Linked DNA regions of Zea mays: region 1 is linked to region 2. The links are chromatin contacts, called in public Hi-C maps. All regions are on one chromosome and are shown on one strand. The core of a region is the stretch at or near the end of the contact, and the rest is flanking DNA. Distances in the headings are between cores, read along the strand shown.

Region 1 (4,275 bases), core at 569-3,068, 170 kb after region 2:
CGGCAAGCTTGCCCTGTTCTGCTGCTACATGCATGTTGTGCCGGACCGGGGGAAGAAAAGGGGTGGGGAGAAACCCGCCTTTTTCTACCAAGATAGATTCCTCTGCGGCAAAGAGAACAGCTGTTTGGTTTTGTTGGGGGGTAAAAAAGCAGGTGGAAAAAAATTGCAATTTCGAGGCAGCCACTGGATCCATGCATTACTACTTGCTCGTTCTCTAGTTACTTAAATAAAACATGAGGTAAAACCAAACCTAGGCTATGCAGCCAGTCAAATGAGTCAAGGCAGGTTTACAATCCAGTCAAGAAAAGTAAACAAACAAAAAAAATGTAAACTTTTCCCCCTCCCTTTTCCCAATTCCCAGCAGAGATGCGCAGTACACTCTCCTGTCCTGTCCCTTCTTCCTCCTCCTTGAGTTTCCCTGTGACATGGAACAGCTGTGGTCTGGGGCCTGGGGGGAAGTGACCGCAAAACCACGGCAGCGGTGTGTGTGAAGGGTTTGAAAAGACGCTCCCGGTTCCTTCCTCTTCTCGCGTGGAAAAGCACCACTGTAGCCTGAAAACCTCACGGTCACGGACCGCGTCGTCGGTGCTTGCCGAGTCGCCTCTGCAGCCTGCATGGCGTCGTGACTGGCGTCGCCGTCGCGTCGCCCTGTTGCTGTTTGGTGCGGCCGACGAGGATTTGATGGGTGGAAAAGCAGCCTTGGTTCCCGTTCCAGCCTTCTTCCAGGGGTCACACAACACACACCTCCTCCTTCTTCCCTCCCACGCCAATATGCCACCATGCAGGCATGCAGCGCTAGGGGTGAAAACGGGTAGGGTACCCGAAACGGGTACCGAATACGGATACTGATTCGGGACCATTTTTCGGATACGGATACGGGTATTTTTATATTCAGGACGGATACGGGTAATACCCGGATAGTACAGCTTCGGATTCGGGTCGGATACGGAACGGGTACTACCCGATAAATACCCGGATATTCGGGTCGGATACGGGTACCCGGAATTCGGGTACCCGTTTTTTCTTTTTCTGCATAATAATATAGTTATAAAATCATAACTTTTACATATGAAATCGGATGAATATAAAGTTTATATGAAAATTGTAGAGCTCGAAGAGATCTATAACTTTGTAGTACAACACATTTTTGTTTAAACATATCTTTAGGCCAAAATCATTGAAATAATGTCTAAATTTATATCAAAATAATAGACTTTAACATTTTCATGTGGGGACTTAAGATTATCTCCACGTGGAAACTTAGAATTATCTTTTTATAAACTATTTATTAATATTGGTAACTTATTCGCAATTTCCGGTCGACACTACAATATTTTTATGAATTTAATTGTATTTTGATGATTTTCTACAAGAAATTAATAATACACCAAATAGCCTAAAAAATTCATGAATTTTTACTGGGACACAACATATATCCACATATAGTTCTCAAAAAACATTTGGATTATAAAATCCACAATATGTTGGTGTTTCTTCCATTCCACTCCCACTTATTGCGTGAGTTACACGTAAAATCATTTTATGTATCGACGTTTCAACATATATAATATTTCATTTATCATTTTCATGTGGCGACTTGAGGTTTTATTTGAATAGAATGGGACCATAAAATCCATAGGATGTTAACGTTTTTTCTATTTTATTTCCACTTATTAGGTGAGTTACACGTGAAATCACTCTAAGTATCCAAGTTTTAACATAATCAATACTTCACTCTACCATTTTTATGTGGGAACTTGAGATTATCTTCTATTAAATGTTTATTAGTATTAATTTACTTGCAATTTCGTGATCGAACAAGAATATTTTATGATAACCAATTAATGCATTATCCAACAAGTATCCGATATCCGATAAAATAATATTTGTATCCGTCACTTATCCGCCCGGATAAATATCCGGTCCCTGTATCCGTATCCGTCCCGTTTCTAACTATCCGTATCCGATCCCGAATCCGTTTTAAATACATTAGGGTAGGATACAGGATGAGCTACTATCCGTCCGTATCCGCCCGTTTTCACCCCTATGCAGCGCAATGCAGGCCGAAAGAGACGCCGGGACGGGCCCCAGGCACTGACCATTGGTCAATCCACTGCTGCTCTGTAGCTGTAGCTGTGTAACTGTACTGCCCCGGCCTGTGCCCTGCCCCCCACAATGGCAATGGCAATTGCAATGCAAGCTGGCACCGGCGGGAGCAATGGCCATGACCCCTCTCACAAGCCAAACTCTAGAAGTGCAATTCAGACAGACAGATAGAGAGAGAGGGACATTGTTGCATGGTTGATTGCGGCAAGCGAGAGATTCTGATTACTATTATTATAATTCTAATCCTACCGTGTGTGAGTAGATGATAAACAAATGATAGAGAGACGACGACACGAGAAGAAGATCATGAGACGGCGTCCCCATCCACATGCCTGCCCTGCTTGTATGGTCGCCGCCCGTCGGTATGTAGAGGAGTATATAAACTCCCCGAGGGCGAGAGATTTCCCTCGAAAGGTGGAAGAAGCAAAGCATCTCATTCCCCAGGCCACCCCCCCTCTGCCCTCCCTCACCTCCCCCCCTCTACCTTTTGTAGCTTTCCCATTCCCCCTCTTGCGTGCAAGCATCTTCTCCGGTTCTCCCCGCTCTCCCATCTTTAACCGCCCCCCCTCCCTCCCTCTCCGTGGTCTTGGAGGAGCTCGCTGTTCTACGGCTGGCTGCCTGCCGCGGCGATCCCTGTCTGTTCGTTTCCGTCGCGCGGGAGCCGCGGTTGCTTTTGCTTGCTTGCGTTGCCGCGAGAGAATCGTGAGCAGAGAGTGTGACCTGGCCTTATTGGCGTCTTCCGTGGGCGGGGGCGGGGGCCTGGGCCGGGGCCGTTGCTGGCTGTTTGTTCGTTGCCCATCGATACACTCCTCCCTTGTCTCCCCCGCATGCAATCCGTGTGTGTGTGTGTGTGCGCTCTGCCTCTGCTCGCCGGCGTTGGTTTCGTGTGTCGCCTGCCTGTCGTCCTCACCGCAACGCTACTCGTTACCAGCTATCAACTAGCATTGCCTTCTCCTTCCGCTACAAGAATCTGACGAGCCCCCCTCTCCCTCCCGTCCCGGCGCTGTTCCCAGCTCGCTCCTTTCGAGAGTGTACTGTTTAGTCCGCGCGCATTGCTCGGACCGAGCCACCGAGTTCTTGCCGCGCGCCGCAGCAGTAGAGCCATTGCCGCGTTCGCTCGCGCCGCGCGGTTCATGCGCCAGGAGTCTGAGGCGGCTACCTAGTTAACGGCGGGGGCATGCGTTTCATCACAGGCGGCGGCGGCGGCGGAGTAGGAGGAGGAGTAGGAGGAGGCGGAAGCTCGGCGGCGCGGTCGTACGAGCCCATGGCCACGGCCGACACCACGAGCCTGCACTACTGGCTGCACTGGCGGGTGGGGCTCTGTGGCCTGTGGGTGCTGGCCTGCATGGCCGTCGCGGGCTACCTAATCTGGCGTCACGAGGGCCCCAGCGCCGACCGGCGTCCCGGCGGCGCGGGCGCGGGCCTGTCGTCCCCGGGCGCTGCGGCTGACGGCGGCAAGGAGAGGTGTCACGGGGTGCTGTACGACGACGAGGCGTGGCGGCCGTGCCTCCGGGACATCCACCCGGCGTGGCTGCTCGCCTACAGGCTCATCTCCTTCTTCGTCCTCCTCAGCCTCCTCGTCGTCATTGTCATCTCCGATGGCGGCAGCATCTTCTACTACTACACTCAGTGAGTCATCATTTGCCACCACTTACCCTCTCTCTCTCGTCTTCTCTTATTTCCTTGCCCTTTTTCTCTAATGTTGAAAACAAAAATCGCTGTGGAAAATGTTGGATTAGATGCAAAGTCGAGTAAAGGTTCCCCCCCAATTTTTTTTTTAAAATCTTTTGTTTTAAAAAAGAAGAAGAGAAGGTGGCGCATTGCCACTCAGCTGCTGCAGCTGATTAAGTCTTTTATCATCTCATTTGGTGCTTGACTGAATTAGAAACCAGTCAGCAAGGATTGGCATTTGTTCTCTCCTCTTGCAGTACTAATGCTAAGACCAACTCCAGCAGCACTCCACATGCGGCTCCGTATCCCTATTTTGCGGAGCCTAGCACACTATTCATCAGTCCAGCAGTCTCCGCATCCGGCTCCGTAAAACGCACGGCCTGTACCTGCACTCCCCATTTCCACGCTTTCTCTCTCCTCTCCGCAGCTCTCTGCGTGCGCGCGCGGCTGCTCGCGGGCCCCAGGTGTCATAGACTGCATGCGGAGTGGGATGGGGAG
Region 2 (4,410 bases), core at 790-3,289:
ACTTCTTGGCATATCTGCTCAATCAAAGGATGTGCATTATCATTTGATGAGAAGGAAACAACGTCCCCCTTAAGCTCAATCCAACTACACCCAGTCTCCTTCTTCAACCCCTGTTCTTTCATGAGACCTCTGACAGTAGCAGCACTGCTCCACATCCCTTTAGCGGCGTATATGTTTGACAAGAGTGTATACATTCCTCCATCAGAAGGTCTCGACTGAAGAACATTTTTTGCTACGAGTTCCCCAAGCTGGATATCCCCGTGAGCATTGCATGAACTAAACAGTGTCTCCCATGCATTTATTTGAAGGTTGGAAGGGATTTTTCTTGTAAAATTATAAGCCTGATGTACAAAACCTGATCTTCCTAAGAGATCGACCATGCACGAATAGTGATCAGATCTTGGAACCAAGTTCCAATCTTGCTGCATACTTCTAAAATAGTGGCAGCCTTCATATAGATACCCTTTGTGCGCACAAGCAGACAACACACTCAGAAACGTTGCATGATCTGGGCTAAACCTATCTTTTGTCATCCTGTCAAAGAGTGCCAGAGCTTCAGCAGCTAGACCATGATAAGCATATGTCGCAATCATCGCGTTCCATGTCACTGTATCCCTTTGCACAATCAGGTCAAAAACCTGGGAAGCTTCAGTAATTAGCCCACACTTGGAGTACATAGAGATCAATGAGCTCATCACCAAAGCATCATGCTCGAAGCCGGTTTTGATCGTGCAAATGTGCACCATTCTTCCACAGCCGAGAGCAGCAAGGGAGGCGCAGACAGAAATAACCACGCTCCAAGTGGCCTGGTCCGGTCTATATCCTCCTCGAGTCATTTCGGACAGCAAACTAAGTGCTCCTTCATCTTTGTACCCAGAGATCACTGTGTTCCATGATGTCTCGTCTTTCTCTAGCATGCTCCTAAACCATGTAGTTGCACTATCCATGTCCCCTTGTTGGATGTATCCTTGTAAGATTGTATTCCATGACACCAGATCTCTATCAGGCATGTCAGCAAACAACCTTAACGCATCATCCAACCTATCACTCACCACAAAACCACCCATCATTGTGTTCCAAGCAAGGACATCACGGTCAGGCATGTCCTGGAACACCTCCCACGCAGCATCAACATCTCCGTTCTGTAAATACCCACGCACAATGGCTGTCCATGATACAGTATCCTTTCCGGGCATCTCATCAAACAGTCTCCGTGCAACCTGCATCATCCCAGCCCGGGTGTAGCCTGTGATCATGGCATTCCAAGAAACACGGTCCGGTCTCTGCATCCGACCAAACAGCTCCTCCGCATCCTTCAGGTAACCATACCCCGCGTAACCGGACAGCAACGCGTTGCATACTGAAGTCGGCGGCGGCGACGGCGCGCGGTCGAAGATCTCCCTCGCTTCACGGAAACGCTTCCTCCTCATATACCCAGAGACCATCATGAGCCACGACACGTCGTCCCTCGCCGGCATCGCGTCGAACAGCTCCCGCGCCCTGTCGACCATCCCGTTCCGCAGGTAGCCCGACACCATCGCGTTCCACGAGACCACGTTCCGGTGAGGCATCCGGTCGAACAGGTCCCTGGCCTCGGCCACCCTCCCGCGCCGCGCGTAGCCCGTCAGCAGCGCAGCCCACGAGACGGAGTTCCTGGACGGCATCGCGTCGAACACCCCGCGCGCGTCGGCGAGCAACCCGTTCCTGGCCAGGCCCGAGACCATGCAGTTCCACGTGAACACGTTCCGCTCGCGCATTTCGTCGAACACCCGGCGCGCCGCCCCGACCCTGCCGGCGCGGAAGTGCGCCATGATGTCAGAGTTCCATCGGCCGACGTCGCCGGCATGACGCGGCGCGCGGGTGCAGATGCGGTGGAGGAGAAGTGAGGCGCGGCGGGGCCAGCGGCGCGGACGCGGAAGGTTCTGGAAGGTTCCTATCATTGTTCAGAAGCCTCATCATCAGAGTGGAAGCCCCCGGGGTAGTAATAGTATAAAGTCGGAAAGCCGCTGTGCAGTGCTGTTCTCCATCAGATGCGAGGTGTGCACCGTTCGATCCTATATCAACGGCTGTGATCGAGCGCTGGCGTGTCAAAATGGATCCACTCGGATGCACCTGGAAGTCCAGTCCACTTGGATGCAGAAAGGTTTAACCTGGCAGGTGGAGATGTTCTGAAGTTCTGCAAGTGCAAGGTATAATGGAAGCAGTGAGCTGAATGACTGGCCGGCCAAAAGCAAGCAATGTTTGCCCGTCCAAGCTAGTTAAACCCACTCGGTGAAGATCTTCACGATGATTTTGAATTACTTAGGATTTAAACTCATCTAATCACATCCAATCCAGGATCGAGACCAAACCGAACAGACCCTAACTTAGTTTATATTCCTCGACAGCTTTTCAGAGCATGTTCTCCTGGGCGGCTGTCGATTTAATTAATATTCCAACCGCTACAAAGCAAAGTAAAAAAAAACACACACATATAATCACTGAAGCAGGTTCAAACGCCAGGCATGGAGGGCCAACTAGTGCGGCCAATCGGCTACTTTGTCTTTTCCTCATAGAAAAAAGAATCTTGATCCACGAGCATCATATATTCCTTTCCTGGACACCTAATCACTGAAGACTCGCCTTTCTCATACCTATAATATATATATGTAAGAAAAAAAAACGAACCCAATACCCACTTGGGCATGGGTACAAGATCATCATGAAGGTGATGTTAATTACATAGTCCATGGGCACGTGGATCTGTTCCTCAGTAGCAACAGCACTGGGTTATTTCTATAATGACGCTGATCCGACAGCTGGAATCCCAATCATATGAGTCTTAGCTTAAACCCTAAGCATGCGTTCTTGCTGTAACTTGCCGGCCATCCCGGCTCTCTCTCTCTATCTCTACCCCTAATTCCCTATTCCAGCACTGCTTACCCAGAAGAAGACCCCAAGCAAGCAGCCAAGCACCCGCAGAAGTAGACCAATTATCAACGGGCCTCCAGCTCAGCCAAATCTGGATGCTTACAATCGACGTGAGCCCGTGGTAGCAGTAAAAGCAGTCTGAATCAATTAATCTCTCTGCAGTTCAATCCAGCTACGCTATGCATGGTACGAATGGTCTGGTTACAGGGGACCTTTTCTGGTATAATTAAAGGGTTCAGCTGAAATTTACCATGCATTACTAGCAATGTTTTAAATGTCCGGCTAAGGCTCTCTTAGCGGCGAGTAAGTTTTTAGATCACCTATATATGAAGTCTATATAGCCGGCTATATATAGCTGCGAGCTAAACCAGCATTTAGCAGTTTTAGAGAGAAAAAAATGCATGACATATCTTCATAGATAGAGCATAAACTATAGCTCAAATGTTCAATATCTGAATTTGATAGTTCAAACACTAGTTCAAATGTCTAATAACAAATCAACGTGCATGCAAATTCAACAACACGTGTAAAGAGCCTGCCTGTAGTTTATTTTTGTCCTCAATGTTCCAAAGGTTCATCCCATTAAAAGGCTAACAAGTTTAGCAGCGCTAAATCTAGCTAATATTGTGTTTTTAGCGGGCCAAATAAAGGCTATTAGCGGCTAATTTCAATTAGCGTTAAATGATGCATCTCTTAGCTTCAAACCTCCCCAAAGGCTATATAGCCAGCTAAAACACTGATTGCTAGTACTCATTTTGAAGTTTACATGGAAATATAAGAGATCTAACTGTAGTTCTAGATATAAATAAAGCGTATATTAAAGATAATTGGTTGTATCGTTGTATGTTTGATGTCCCAAGTCCTATAAAGGACAAATTGTAACAAACGTTGCAAACACAAGGGACACATCTGGTGCGTGCTCGACAGCAACGCTGAGCACATGCAGCAACACTGAGAGCACATGATCATCTGTTTGCAAGCGCGGTAACTCTCAAATGTTTTCGCAAACAAGTTCGAGTCAATTTAGCCTTTTGAAAGTGTTTTTTTATAAATAGTTTTGCATACTCTCCGAGTGCATCATAGTCCAATTAGGCTCCCCTCTTAATAGTACAGTCATTTGTTTCCATTTTGTTTTTTCCGCTTTCTTATTTTTCAAGTTGAGCACTTAATTACCACTTGTGACCATCACCATCATCTTTATGATTACCATCCTAGCTCAATATTGGACGTGGATTTAACTTGCCTCGCACGCAACATTAGAGTAGACCACTAATTCTCTCAATTACCAAAACCAAACATAGCGATTTAAGATACCTACAATTCAATTTATCACAATTGCAAAAAAAAAAACCATTTCCCTTGTATTTGAACACTTACCTTTAGAGTGCCTTCTACCCCGCTTTGTTTCAATGCCATACTCTAAAAGACGAAAAAAACTAACACACTGAGGCTTGATGAGATCATCTGCAGGTCTATTTTCGATTTCGTGCGGAGTTTCGA

Evidence for each region. Hi-C and Micro-C count contacts between places; a contact is called where the count stands out from the background.
Region 1: a contact with region 2 is called in a Hi-C map of ear, with 2.2 times the contacts expected there. The contact joins the promoter of LOC103626567 here to the enhancer-like site in region 2. A contact is called at or near these places in 3 of 25 Hi-C or Micro-C datasets (ear, leaf and tassel).

Annotation. Positions count from the first base shown.
Region 1 is chr5:76,549,060-76,553,334 of Zm-B73-REFERENCE-NAM-5.0, forward strand. It overlaps LOC103626567, which reads left to right and starts at 1,819. Exons shown (of 8, transcript XM_008646982.3): 1 at 1,819-3,735. The coding sequence starts at 3,284.
Region 2 is chr5:76,374,777-76,379,186 of Zm-B73-REFERENCE-NAM-5.0, forward strand. No RefSeq gene overlaps it. Among protein-coding and RNA genes, the nearest start is that of MIR168a, 5.0 kb to the right of the region's middle. Within about 2 kb of position 2,040, at least 19 of the 20 cell types and tissues checked have an H3K27ac peak or open chromatin away from gene starts, as enhancers often do. A contact at or near this core is called in ear, leaf and tassel, where this site is marked.